Regions from separate parts of the Sus scrofa genome. Here all the other regions are linked to region 2. The links are chromatin contacts, called in public HiChIP or PLAC-seq maps. All regions are on one chromosome and are shown on one strand. Each heading gives the region's core, a stretch centred on a gene start, on an enhancer-like site or on the middle of the called end of the contact. The rest is flanking DNA. Distances are from core to core; before and after follow the strand shown. Region 1 overlaps FGGY (FGGY carbohydrate kinase domain-containing protein). Region 2 overlaps FGGY (FGGY carbohydrate kinase domain-containing protein). Region 3 overlaps LOC102165506 (a long non-coding RNA gene).

What was found. HiChIP or PLAC-seq counts read pairs in DNA pulled down with a chosen protein or histone mark.
Region 1: a contact with region 2 is called in an H3K27ac HiChIP or PLAC-seq map of alveolar macrophages. The contact joins two enhancer-like sites. A contact is called at or near these places in 1 of 47 Hi-C or Micro-C datasets (embryonic fibroblasts) and 2 of 2 datasets of contacts at active chromatin or transcription factors (alveolar macrophages and skeletal muscle).
Region 3: an H3K27ac HiChIP or PLAC-seq map of alveolar macrophages shows a contact between it and region 2. The contact joins two enhancer-like sites. A contact is called at or near these places in 1 of 47 Hi-C or Micro-C datasets (embryonic fibroblasts) and 2 of 2 datasets of contacts at active chromatin or transcription factors (alveolar macrophages and skeletal muscle).

Annotation. Positions count from the first base shown.
Region 1 is chr6:153,092,625-153,097,388 of Sscrofa11.1, reverse strand. All of the region lies in intron 5 of FGGY (FGGY carbohydrate kinase domain-containing protein), which reads left to right. Among named protein-coding and RNA genes, the nearest start is that of FGGY, 120 kb to the left of the region's middle. Within about 2 kb of position 2,903, at least 3 of the 83 cell types and tissues checked have an H3K27ac peak or open chromatin away from gene starts, as enhancers often do. A contact at or near this core is called in alveolar macrophages, where this site is marked.
Region 2 is chr6:152,829,381-152,833,721 of Sscrofa11.1, reverse strand. The region is part of intron 14 of FGGY (FGGY carbohydrate kinase domain-containing protein); the gene reads left to right. Among named protein-coding and RNA genes, the nearest start is that of HOOK1, 120 kb to the right of the region's middle. Within about 2 kb of position 1,356, at least 15 of the 83 cell types and tissues checked have an H3K27ac peak or open chromatin away from gene starts, as enhancers often do. A contact at or near this core is called in alveolar macrophages, where this site is marked.
Region 3 is chr6:153,281,819-153,285,961 of Sscrofa11.1, reverse strand. All of the region lies in intron 2 of LOC102165506 (a long non-coding RNA gene), which reads right to left. Among named protein-coding and RNA genes, the nearest start is that of FGGY, 71 kb to the right of the region's middle. Within about 2 kb of position 2,526, at least 13 of the 83 cell types and tissues checked have an H3K27ac peak or open chromatin away from gene starts, as enhancers often do. A contact at or near this core is called in alveolar macrophages, where this site is marked.

The DNA.
Region 1 (4,764 bases), core at 1,654-4,153, 260 kb before region 2:
TGGAGAAGCTGAGAGTCAGGGGCTGTGTTTAGTGTGGGCCAGTCCTCTGCAGCCCCCTCAGCTTCTCTCATTTATGTGACCATCCTGACTTTGAATGCACTTGGGTTTGTAACCCCTACTGTAGATGATGACTCGGAATTTTTCCAAGGGGGACGTGAGAAAAGGGACAGTTCAGCGTGGATGGAAGGAAGGAGGAAGTCGCAGTGAAGGAAGATCCCAGGAGATGTGAAAACTACATAGACTATTGGAAAACTGGCACGATTCCCATCCACCGGAAGTATACAGATTGTGGGGGACTTAAAGAGTTGGTTAAGGCCAGAGAAACCTGCAGGGGGCCCCATCACAGGGTCTTTTTTTGTAGTTCTTTGCTAAGGAGTTTGGATTTCAATTCATGGTAAAGGGGAGTACTTGGGGAGTGGTCAAGCTGAGGGATTGCATGGCTGTCCCTTGTAAGGTAGAAGATTCCAGAGGGGGAAGAGGGGAGGTAAGTGATCCTGATGGGAGGCTATTTTCTGGTTCAGTGGTTCTTAAGTCTGGGTGATTTTGCTTCTCGGGGGACGCCGGGCAAAGTCCGGAGATGCAAGGAGAGGGTGTGTTATGGGCATCTCGTGAGTAGAGCCTAGAGGTGCTGCTAAACATCCTCCAGTAACAAGACGGCCCCCACAACAAAGAACTATCCAGCCTAAAAGGTCAGTAGTGACAAGACTGAGAAACGTTGTTCTCTTCAGCTGAGTTGTCCAGAGGCCATGAGCTCCCTAGTGACAGAGAAAGGGATGCAGTCAGTGTGTTTGGGAAGCGGAGTCAGCGGGCCTCAGCAGCTGATTATTTGATTGTGTTTGTTAGAGGGGGGAAAAGGAGAATGAGCAAATAGGGAGACAAAGCTGAGCAAGATTTATTTGGCAAATGAAGAAGAAACCAGCCTTGAAAAGTAACTGCAAGTGCTAAATTATCAATGCCATCTTTCGGGTCTATTGATTAAACAGCACAGACTAGCACATTTTCATCCTTTTACGTCTTTAAGAACAAGCTGGTATTTGTAATTTTGTTGGGGACTAGCAAACCTAGCCTATATGTGGAAAAAATATAGAAAGGTTTCCATTTATTCTTTGGTGGCTTGTTTTGCAAAAGATTTTTACTTTCAGGGTTTGCGATAAAGTCATGAGTCCAAGGTCAGTTTAAGTGCTCTCCGAGGTCACTTTCCTGATGTTTTTCTCTCGCTAGAAGTTCTTTTGACCTTTTAGTATGTATTTCTTACATAAATCCATTGGAAAATGGGAAATCGTGAAGGTAATTCTCTCAAACTGTGTTTGAATTTTTGTTCTAACATGACTATTTTGACACCCATTTTTATTAGTTAAGGAAAAATGGATCTTGGAATTGACAGCTTTTAACCTTGCATGTGCTAAAATTAATTTGATCTCTTCTGTTGGTGCAGGAATTCAGCTTTTGAAGGACCAGGAAGAGGAAGGAAGGTGGAGGTGAAAAGGAAAAGTTGATTAATAGTGACCTGGAATATTACTCAGTCTTGGCAAAAAGCTTTTTTTTTTAAGTCCCAAATCTCTACCACAAACATGGCTTCCTTCAGATTCTGGTTACTTGTAAACCTTATGTGTACTCAAGGGGTATAGAGCAGGTAGGATTCTGACCTGTCTACCTTAACTTCCATCTTCACATAATCGTAGCTGTTCTTTGTCTTCCCTCTCTGGAAACTGGCATAAGGAGAAGAGTGAGAAGGTGGGAGAGGGCTCCACTGGTATTCATCCAGTACCCACTGGAATGCCTGTGTCCATCCTGTTTTGTCAGTGTATTAACCAGAGTCCCTGCAAAAAGCAGGTGGCACACACCAGTGGGGTAATTTAAGAAGAATGGGCAAGTGTGGGGAAACCACAGGGGAATGTACACAAGACCCCTGGGCGCCCAGAATGGGCGCCGGTGCCAAGGACAAGGGTGTGGGTGGGCGTGTTACCAGGTCCTGGAGAGATGATCTGCAGAGAGCCTCAGGAGTTTGACCATTGGTAGAGAGTCACCGCCAGGCCACACTTCCCTCTGGTCTTCTGATGTCCCTCAGTGTCCCCTCCTTGGCCAAACCAGTTCCAGGCCAGAGGGCGGGGGGCAGCAGGGGTGGGGTGGGACGGGGCTTTGGCTGTGATTCATACCACCACCATCCTGGGTGAGAAAGCAGGGTGGAGAAGGTTAGGGGGTGCATCTGAAGAGGCAGGTGGAGGATATCTGGAGCAATGGGACATTCGTTCTGATTGTTTCCCTCTTGTGGTCAGATATTTGTGGAGGAATCAGGTGGTGGGGGTTGAGGGGTGGCTGTGCTTTGGAGTCAGAGAGTCTGGTACAGAATCACATCTGCTCCACTTGCTCAAGAGTGATTCTCGGCTCTTCTAAGTTCACCAAGCTCGTGTTTCCTCATCGTATGGTGGGATCAAGTCTAATGCCTAAACCAAAAGCTTTTGGGGAGGCTCAAAACAGAAAATATTTCGCTGCTCTTGAGGGGACTTGGAAAAGGCTGGAAGAGGCTGTAGGAAAATGTGAGCAGCAGACCTCAGTGGAGTTGTTTTTCTATAAAAACAGATATAACTCTGTCGTGAGCTTAGAGTTGCTTTTTTGTTCAATACATTTTTCTATATTTCAGATTCCTTACCTCAGGAAAACGAAAACAAGGGTTATTGATAAATATGTTGGTACTACGCTCCAAGTGATAATTGTTCGCTGACACTGTGCTCTCTGCTTTACTGAGGTGTGTGGATTAGCATCCACAGCAGAGCTGGCTTGACTGTGGGCACACCGCCATGTGTCATTTCTTGTGATGTGGCCATAGGCGCAATTCTAGTGTCTCATCCCCAGGAAGCCTCTGCCAGCCCCTCCAGGGCTTCTCCTCTGAGTAACTGTAGCCCAGGGCTACTCCCAGCACTTAGCACATCCTGTTGCAATGATTCCCTCTGCTAGACTGGGACCTCCTTAGGCCCACGCTGTTCTATTCATCTCCGAATCATGGGCCTTGTCTCTTGTTCCTAAATGCTGCTTTCCTTCCTGTTGTCCAGGTTCCCTTACAGGCTACAGGGAGTCCTCAGGCTCAGGAACCAGAGCTCCTGCAGCAGAGAACAGCTGATCTATGCTTTGTCTATTCTCCATTTCCAAAGTCCTGGGGAAGAATTTTGATTATTTTCATATGGGTCAGGTCTACATCCTTTCAACTAGTCCCAGGGAGTGGTATGTTATAATGATCTCAGCTTTAGTCAGTGGTCCATTCCCAGGGGAATCTGGTGCGGTGAGTGAGGCAGGGTCTCTACAATCATGTCAGCTCTTATAAATCCATTGGTTGCAGTGGAGGAAGATGAATCAGTTAGGAATGCATTCAGCTTCATGATAATAGCAAGAAGCTCTTATTTAAATCAACGGGTTGCCCTGGGGAAGAAGCATATATCAGGAATATATTTGCAAAAGTGCAAACATTGGTTTTTGGAGGATGAAAGTATCTGAGATACTGCAGTGATGTGTAGCCTTCTAAAGCCCATCCCTACCTAACAATGTAAACAGATATGTATAGGTATTAAAATTTCATGAGGGCAGGGATAGGAAAGGTATGTCTAAAAAGGGGTTTCAGTGGATTTGATGGTGAAAAAAAAAAGGGTTGCGATGCGATGCGAGTTATAATGACAGTAATCATGCCTAACACTTATGTAGTACTTAACAAGCGACAGAATTTTTTTTTTTGCCTTATATATTTTATTAACTCTGAAAATATGGCCGTTTTACAGTGGCTTCAACAAGTAGACTTGATTTCCTACTCTCTTGCTCTTAAATAAAAGTCCAAAGGTGATTAGACCATGTCAAAATGAGCATATCTTTAGTTGTGTAGACTTTTCCTTCAGGCTAGTAACCTCATGGTTATGAGATCATTGCTGTAGCTCCAGACATTGCATCCACCTTTAATACTAGAAGAGTGGGGAAAAAATGGAGAAAGCAGTATCTCCTTTTTCTTTTTGTTCATCTTTTTTAAAAATGAGAAAAGTAAAAGCTTTTCCAAAAACTCTCCTACTGGATTTCTGCCTATGTCTCTTTGGGTGGAATAAGGTTGCCTGGCCACTTGTAGCTAAAAGACAGGTAGGGATAGGAGAACAAGATTGTTCTGTTCACTTAGATCCACACAATCTAATATGATAGCCAGCTAGGACTATTCAAAACGGGTTTTTTTGTAATTGAGATACAATTCATAGTCCATAGTATTTACCATACTAAGTGCATATTTTGGTGATTTCTTATATATTCATGAGATTATGCAACTGTCACCACTATTTAATTCTAGAATATTTTCATCACTACCAAAAGATTCCAATATTCATTAGTAGTCACTCCCCATTCCCCCTTCCCCCAGCCCGTGGCAACACAAATCTACTTTCTGTCCCTACGGATTTGTCTGTTCTGCACATTATACATAAATGGAATTATATGATATGTGGCATTTTATGTCTGGCTTCTTTCAGTTAGCATACATTTTTTAAGGTTCATTTAAGTTGGAACATGTGTCAGCACTTAAAAAAAAAGAAATAGGAGTTCCCATCCTGGCTCAGCTGAAATGAATCTAACTAGTATCCATGAGGATGCAGGTTTGATCCCTGGCCTCACTCAGTGGTTTAAGGATCCAGCATTGCCATGAGCTGTGGTGTAGGTCACAGATGCAGCTCAGATCTGGCGTTCCTTCGGCTACGGCGTAGGCCTATGGCTACAGCTCAGATTCCACACCTAGCTTGGGAG
Region 2 (4,341 bases), core at 107-2,606:
CAGCTGGCCACTGAGTAAGTTTGGCCAATGGGAAATACTGATGGAAGATTGACATGCGGGAAGCAGGGAGAAGTCAGGTTGTTTCTTTCACTATAGCAGCTGCCCCATTCTGACCGCTCAGCCCTTCTTTGGTTTCACCTCCAGCCTGGCATCACCAGCCCCTGGCTCTGGTCCCTCCAATGCCTCCCATCATCTCTTGATCCCTAAGAGGAGTAGCAGCTTTTGGCCTTTGCTGATCTCTTCAGTTCCTTCAACATCATCTGCCCGGCTTTAGTTTCTTCTGTCTTCTATGAACAAATTTCCTGCACTCAGTTCTTGTTGAACGACCTAGAGTGGCTTCTCATCTCCTGACTGGATTCTGAGTAATAGAGTTGCTTTTAAATATTAAAAGAGAAGTCAATCCTTATGGTGAATCCATTCCCCCCTCCCATTGGAATGAGCTAGGCCAATGGGAGAAAGGGTGGCTGGTTACCATGGAGAGCAGTCCACTTTGACTAAGTGGCATGCAAAGGACGAAAATTGACCTAAGCAACTTTAGCGAATGCCCAGATCTGAGTAACCCCGCTCTGAGTTAGGCATTGGAGCCTGTAGCCATACGTAACTTACCACTTTCCGGAGGAGATCTGACTGGATTACAAGTCAGAGCTGGGCACAGTTCAAGGTAGTGTCTAGTCAAAAGGAATAGAAACTCCTCTTTCTTGAACCAGCACTCTGGACCATTCACCATACTATATATGTGATTATTCTCATCATGCAAGTGAGGATTTAGAGACTCAGAAAGGGCAAACAGTTTCCCTAAAGTCACACAGCTATTAAGTAATGGCATGAGGAATTGAAGTCTGTATGTCTCAGAGTTTATGTTTCTTGAAACATATCTCTTCCTCAAGGTTTCCAAATTTTCTTCCTGTTTCAAAGCAAATTACAAGAAAGCTGCATGTGTAACTCATATTGCTCTGGTCGCTTAGAAATTTCCTTGCAGAACCAACATTTAAAGTTTCTCATGTAGTTCTCATAATAAGTTTATGTTCGAAGTTTGTTATTTTCATTTTTACAAATGAGAAAACAGACTCAGAAAATTAAAAGAACGTACCCAAGGTCAGACTGGCTGTTAATATTCAAGCTGAATATTTGAATACAGGTTTTTCTGTCTGGTACAGAAAAATACACTGTTTTCTGTCTGGTACAGAAAATACACTGTTTCTACTGGTGACATCAAAGGATTGGATTTTAGGAGAGAGGGCCTAATGTTTTACAGGTTTAAAAAAAGAACAAGAGGAAAAACAAGGGCAGGTTCCCCACCTTCAAGGAGCTGACAGTCAGGCTAGAAGAATAAAAATGAAGCAACCTGAAACCAGAGAGTACCATTACATAAGCTGCTCCCTGGTAACAGCTACAAGCAAGAAAGAGAAGTGTGGTTTTGTATAAGACGGAGGGCTTGAAATGGAAATGCTAACTTAGGGAGAGCAGAGAAGCAGCAGGAAGTGGACTTTTCAGATAGTTGGTAATGAAAGCCGAAGAATAACACAGGCAAAAAAGATATCCACTCAAGTCCTAGGAAGGATCCCAACTGGGGAGTAACAATAGAAAGCTTAGTATGTAAGGGCCACACTTGATGGGGAGTAGGGATTGTCAGCTAGAAACAGATTGCTATAAACTGGATCAGGAGTCCTGGGAGCATCCTTTGCCCAACATCCCCTGACTCTTATCTATCTTTTTTTTTTTTTTTTTATGTAATAAGCTAATAGTCTCATTTTTAAAAAATGAACAACATTAAGTGCTTCTTAAATGATAACACTGCTTCCTGCTGAAGAAAAAAAGCCTGTAAATTATTTCAAGCCTGGGAGTAACAGCAAAGATTTATTATGTATCTCCAACAGTTTTGAAGACTCCCTGAAATTGAAAGGGAACACTTTAAATGCCCCTAGGAAGTTATCCTGTTTCACCAGAGTGCCTTTGTGTAGAGTGTTACATGTTTGGGGACATGGGGACTGACAAGGCACCTTCTGAGACAAGGCCGCTGAGATGGGAAGCCAGCAACTGCTTCACCCCACCTCACAATTGACCTCCCTTCCCCTCCCCCTCCCCCTCAGCTGACACTTTGGCCAGAGGAGCCTGGGTGTTGGATGGAGTTGATCAGACTGAAACTCCTACCAAGTTGGCCATGTCACTTTCAGCTGTCGGCATCTCTGATGAGGAGGGATCCGGACAGGCCAGGCTGGTTCAGATAACTGGATGACAGCAGTTGTTTTCACCCTAGGAAGCGGACTAACGGCTACAGACAGAAATCGATGGAGGAGAAAATTACAGACAATCCTAAAGCGGAGATTCGAGCAAGTGCTTAGACGATGAGGAAGCCGCTAGCTTTAGTGAATCTGGCATATTGTGGTGTGGTGGGGACTGGGACCCTTCTCTTCAAGGGGCTCCTGAAACGATAACAGAGGGTAGTCAGGAAGTGTCAGCAGTCATTGTGTGTATGACTATGGATTAACTCACTTAATCCTCACAAAAATCCCATGAGGTCCTGATCTGTCTTGTGCTTTGCAGATAAGGAGGCCTTTACAGATAAGGAGGCCAAATCACAAAGAGGTTAAGTACTTTCCCAAGGTTAGCTAGCTAGTAAGATACACTCCTGCCATGTTTTGAGCCTGTGGACTGCTCACTGGAATAATACTGGAACCCATCTGTAAAGCTGCCTTGGGATACTCCTCACAGTGGGCCCACGTCTACACGCACCCCCTCACCACTGCTTCTCTGCAGTGCTGCCCTAGGGTGTTTCAGTGTCGGCTTACCCCACCTGGGGGTGAGCTTCCGGGAAGGATCCCAGTCTCCCTTATCCGTAACTGGTAGCAGGTATGGCATGAGCAGGTGTTGTATTACCATGGAGGTGAAGTTGGCAGAGATTGCATATTCCCCCTGAGCTGCCTGAGAAGGCTGGTTACCCAAAAAGCCAGCCACTGAAAGGAACGGTGCTGCACTGGAGGAATGTGGATTGGAAGCCCTTAGCCGGTAAAATCCAAGCTAACCCCACTTAGCTCTTAGCCCTGTCTCTGCAAACAGCTTTCCGTGTTCATACCGGCCCCACCCCAGACTGTTCCTTGTGAGTCTCAGTTACTCTTTTTTCAAGGATACATACCCCAGCTTCACTTGTTGGTTCAGTGACTGAACAACTCGATGTATAACCCAGGACAAGAGGTCAACCTCTTTGGCCCTCAGTTTCCTCATCTTTACACTGAAAGAATCAGGTTCTGGTTTTCACAGAATGTAAAGTTGTGGACCATTTGTAAGGCCAGTGTATCAAACAGATAGAAGCTGAGCCGTGTCTCCTCTTTGCTGTGTCACTCCCTCCCTTTCCCCACCACATGGCAGCCTTGGAGGGTCTCATTTGAACTTAAGAAGCACTGGACTCCGGTTTCAAAGGCAATAACCCAAAATTATTAATTAACTCTAATAATAATACAATCACACAGTATTTCAAAATGGAACCCGTTGGGAAAGGTGGGTTCAGGGACTCTCAGTGAGACCCCTGTGTCCACTTGACTGTTGGATGCTGTGGGCTCCTGGGGGGTGGTGTCAGCTTGGCTTGACTGTGTACAGTGGGCTAGGGAAGCTAAAGCCTCAGCCCTGTCCTCCTTGGCTGGAAACAGACCGCGTGTCCTGGCACTGGTGAATTAGAAATTCTATCCAGCGACTCTTAGAGATTAATTTTCCGTCTGGGGATCTGACCTCTTGCTTCAGCAGCCGAGGGGATCAGACCATTCTGGGAGGAGTCAGCGAGCTAGCCCTCTGAAAGGCCTTCCTTTTCTTTCTCTTTTTCTTTCTTTTTTCAACTGTACGTTTCAAAGGGAATTTCTGATTACGTTGGGGGCTTAACACCACCAGTCTGAATCCCTCTTGGCATTTTCGAGCTTTGGAATATCCATACCACCCCCCACAACGGGGCTTTGTGCTAGAAGATTACTGAAGCTTTAACTCTATTTATGTCTTTGGATTTATTTAAAAACAAAAAAAAAAAAAAAAAAAAAAAACTTTGGGAGTGAGGGACGAATGCCCCATTTCTTTTTATTTATTCATTTATTTATTTATTTATTTATTTAGTCCGTTTTCACAGATCTCTTAATGCTTCAAGGGTAAGAATCTTTCTTGGGTTATTTCCATACCTTTAGTGCCTAACGCAGAGATTGGCGTGGACCACTTGGTAAATATTTGTACATCATTCAACACATATTCCCCTAGATACAGTGATGTGTGAAATAACCATTGTACCAATCTTCAGCACATTCACAGTTGAGTGTAAGAGATAGCTTAAAAAATAAATACAGGGAGTTCCCATTGTGGCGCAGC
Region 3 (4,143 bases), core at 1,277-3,776, 450 kb before region 2:
GTGACACTGGGTTTGAGAAAAGAGGTCAGGCATCCACAAGGGGCCACTGAGAATATCTAGGTTTATCTGAAGTCCCTGGTGTGGTTTCCTAAAAGGAAGGTACATAGTCAATCCCAGGCTTCTTCCTGTTCTGGGGCTTTTGCACTTAGTCTTACTCTACCCTAAGAAGCAGAGAAGAGATCCTGGGTAGCAAGAATGTGCTAAACTGATGACTACTTAGGATTTTTTTTTTCCACTAGGAGAAAAGAAATCTCCAGATCATCATCTGCCCAGTAATTCTGCACTACTTCTAGCGCTCTATGGAGTTTTTGCAGGGTCTGTGTTTCATTCATCTTTAATCAAATGTGAGAGAGGAAAGGCCAAGATGATCATGTCTATGACACAGATGAGAAAAATCAAGCCTTACTTTCAGCAAAATGCCCAGGGTTTCCCTTCATACTCTGCAAAAAGAAAGTTGATCACATGGTTTGCCTTGAGGCAGATAGAAAAAGAAAGATTAGAGGGAATCCAGAAGACTGTGAGTGTAGCTCTTTCATCTTCATTAAAGTGGTGTCCTATCACCTCCTGAAAGGCCAACTCTGAACCTTATCAAAAACTGTAACATGCCTGGAAGGGCATCATAAACAGAAGATAATTAGAACAAAAGTGAGACAGAAACCATGGGGGAAGGGAAAGGAAAGCAGATAGCCAATAGACAGACTCCGGCTGGCCCCTGAAGGGAATCTCAGACTTCCCAATCCACTGGGCAGGGAAAGACTATACCCCAGGCTCCCCACCCGTTCACTCACCCACCCCTTTTAATTGTCAATTCTGCTCTCCATGCAGATGTTGACATCTGTGTCAGAATGCAACACAGGGCCAGTCCCTAGGAAGAGGGCTACACCCATCTGTGCATGGCACACGTTTTAAAAAGGTATTTGAAAATATGTGCTCTAGATCTCACGAGAGAGTGACTTGAGAGGAAAAGAATTTTTTTATTGTGTTTTGGGCTGTTTTCCTCCCCAACTGTCACCTCCTCCCCTACTAGGAAGACAATTCACTTAAGAGGTGTCCCTTTCCCTTCTCCTTCCCTCTGGAGAGGAAGGCCAGAAATTCCAACATATTCTCATTTCCAAATGATAATGAAGTGGAATGATGGCCAAGGAGGGAGCTCGCTGGCCTGCAAAAAAACCCAGCTTGTGTAGGGTATTTCTGTTCAGTCACCAGGCAGTCAGAAGACTCAGGATGGAGGATCAGCTCTAGTCCTTTACCAGCTGTCTGCTAGGGACAAATGACATCTTGCCTCTGAACTTCAATTTATTCGCCATAAAATGGGGATACTCCCCCAAAGAGTGAAGAGATTCTGTGAGATGCCTCCAGCAGACATGTCTCATAAGATGTTCTCCATTTAAAGCTCTCACAAGGAACTTGGCAGGTGCCTTCTTTCAGCTCTGGAGCTTTCTCTCTTCTCTCACTGCCAGCTTATTCCCAGAAATGCCCATGGAAGAAATGCACTGGTCCCAAAGACCATAACATCTTGAAAATGGGATTTAAACAGATGAGAGGAGGGGAGAACAAGCCTTTCAAATGGCAGTAAGTGGGAAATCTTGAATTCTTCCTTTAAAAATTACAGTTTACAAACTGGCAGGGAAGGATAAATTAGAGGATTGGGCCGAACGTATACACACTGCTATATATAAAACAGATAGGTAACAAGGACCTCCTGTATAGCATGGGGTCACCTACTCAATACTGTGTAATAACCTATATGGGAAAAGAATCTGAAAAGGAATGGACATTTGTACATGTATGACTGATTCTCTTTGCTGTACACCTGAAACTAACATGACTTTCTAAGTCAGCTGTATACCAATAAAATTTACTTAAATATAAAATAAAATAAAATTATGGTTTATACTGGGGTAACCTGTTGCCAAGGACATTGTTTGGGAATTCTGGAAAATGAGCTCTGCTGGGACACAGCCAGTCACTGTGTTCTGTGACCCTCACTCTTCTAACAAAGGGGGTTCCTAAAGAAGGGTGTTGCATAAGAGAACACACCCTACACACTGTAGACACAGACAGATCTGGCTTCAAATCTCCATTCCTGTGGCCAACCAGTCAAATGACTTTGACTTCTCTCAGTCTTACTTTCCTTGTCTAGTAAGCAACTTTATTAAATGTACATATCTAATGTGGTTATCCTAAATATTAAACAAAATAAACTACATGAGATTAAATAGGTTGCTTGGTTGATAGTAAGTATTTAAGAAAAGGAAGTTGCTATATTATTAGAACTATCATTATCATTAGTTAATACTAAAACTAATTAAACTAAGTAAAACATTGTTACTGTGTGGACTTCAAGAAAGTAAAGCTCTTTGTACTCTAAGTTGAGATCGGTCTCAGCAGGGGTGCATTTTGAATGGTCCACTTTCTCCAGGACCCACAGCAATGCCCCAAAGAGAGGGTGTCCATCCTGTCTGGCACACAACTTGGGAAGGGAAATTAAGCCCTCCTATGCCCTCTCTCTGGAGTCTCATGTTTTCCTCCTGGCCCTGCCCTGCCTGGCCTAGGTCTGATGGCTGGAGCTGCTGTCCTCTGGGCTCACACTAGTCAAGCAGCCAGGAGGGAGAGGAAACCAAATAAACATGTTTTGCAACAGTACAGCCAGTTTAAGTGAAAGCAATTCTAAATAAGGACAATACAGAGCCTTGGCCGCCTGTTGGCAGCTTCCTCCACACAGGGGTTTGCCATGAAAAACCAAAGGTCAGACTGATAAGCTGGGGGTGTCTGCAACCAGGTTGGCTGGAAGTCCATGACAGGACCTCCTCATTCATCATTTGAATCCATCACAGGCCAGGGAGTGTGGGTACAGGGGCAGAAAATCCAAAGACCCAATCGGGATAGAATCTCAGCTACTCTATTGTGACTTAAGGCTGCCCCTTCACTTTGCTGAACCTCAGATTCCTTATCTATAAGGACATTGGTATCAATATAGATAGATAGATAGATAGATAGATAGATAGATAGATAGATAGGGAAACTCTAACTCATCTTTTCCAGGTTCTGATGGCTGCACAATTCTTGGCTTATGCTTAGTTCAAGGAGAAATAGAGAAACTAGAAACATATCTTCAGACCTACATTAAAGAATTCTGATTCATTGTCTTCCTTTCTATCTCTAATACAGCTTCCCAAAAGGACCAGGATTGGGATTTGCTTCTAGGTTTTAGTACTTGGTTAAAAACAAACAAAAACCCAACAACTTTGATCAAGTGAGTTCTTTTTTTTCTTTTTAAAATTTTTTTATTACAGGTGGTTTACAATGTTCTGTCAGTTTCTGCTGTAGAGCAAAGTGACCCAGTTATACATATATATATGCATACATACACACACACACACACATATATATATACACATACACATTCTTATTCTCACATTATCCTCCATCATGTTCCATCACAAATGATTAGGTACAACAGGATCTCATGGGTCTTTCTTTCTTTTAAAAACTCCTTCATTAAATATTTTCTGAGCACCTATGACCTAGAACCTTCCTGAACTCCTTTCCACTGTGGGGCTAAGGGGTGAGAAAGGGACTGAACCATTGAGAGTTCCGTGGACCCAAGGCAAAAGCTGCAGTTCAAATGACTGGATGGAATTGGGTGGGGACAAGACTGGCAGTTGAAAGAATAACATCTTTATCAAGAAGAACTGGAAGAAATACTAAAACATAGATACCAACACCCAGGAGATCCAAAGGCCTTGGGAACAACAAGGAGTTGGATAAGAAATGCCCAGAGTATGTGTTATTGCTGTACTAAACTTTTGGGTATTGCTTTGTTTGAAAGAGCAGGCTACATTTAAAGGACCTATTTTCAAGGATTGTAGGATCTACCAAGAAAACAGATATGTATACAACAAATTTAAGATGGACTATGAAAATGAAGCTTTAGACATGCTACAGGGCAGGGAGATGAAAGCAAAAAATCCAGCTCAAGGACAATGAAAGGGGATGAAATTGGGAAAGTGTTTCAAAGAAAGTGACATGACATTTCAATGGGTTTCATGCTGTTTCCTGTAACCCTAGCCCTTTCAAAACATACTTTGAAGAAACAAACACAAGAGACCAGGAGAGAGATTATCTGGTTTAGACCTCTGC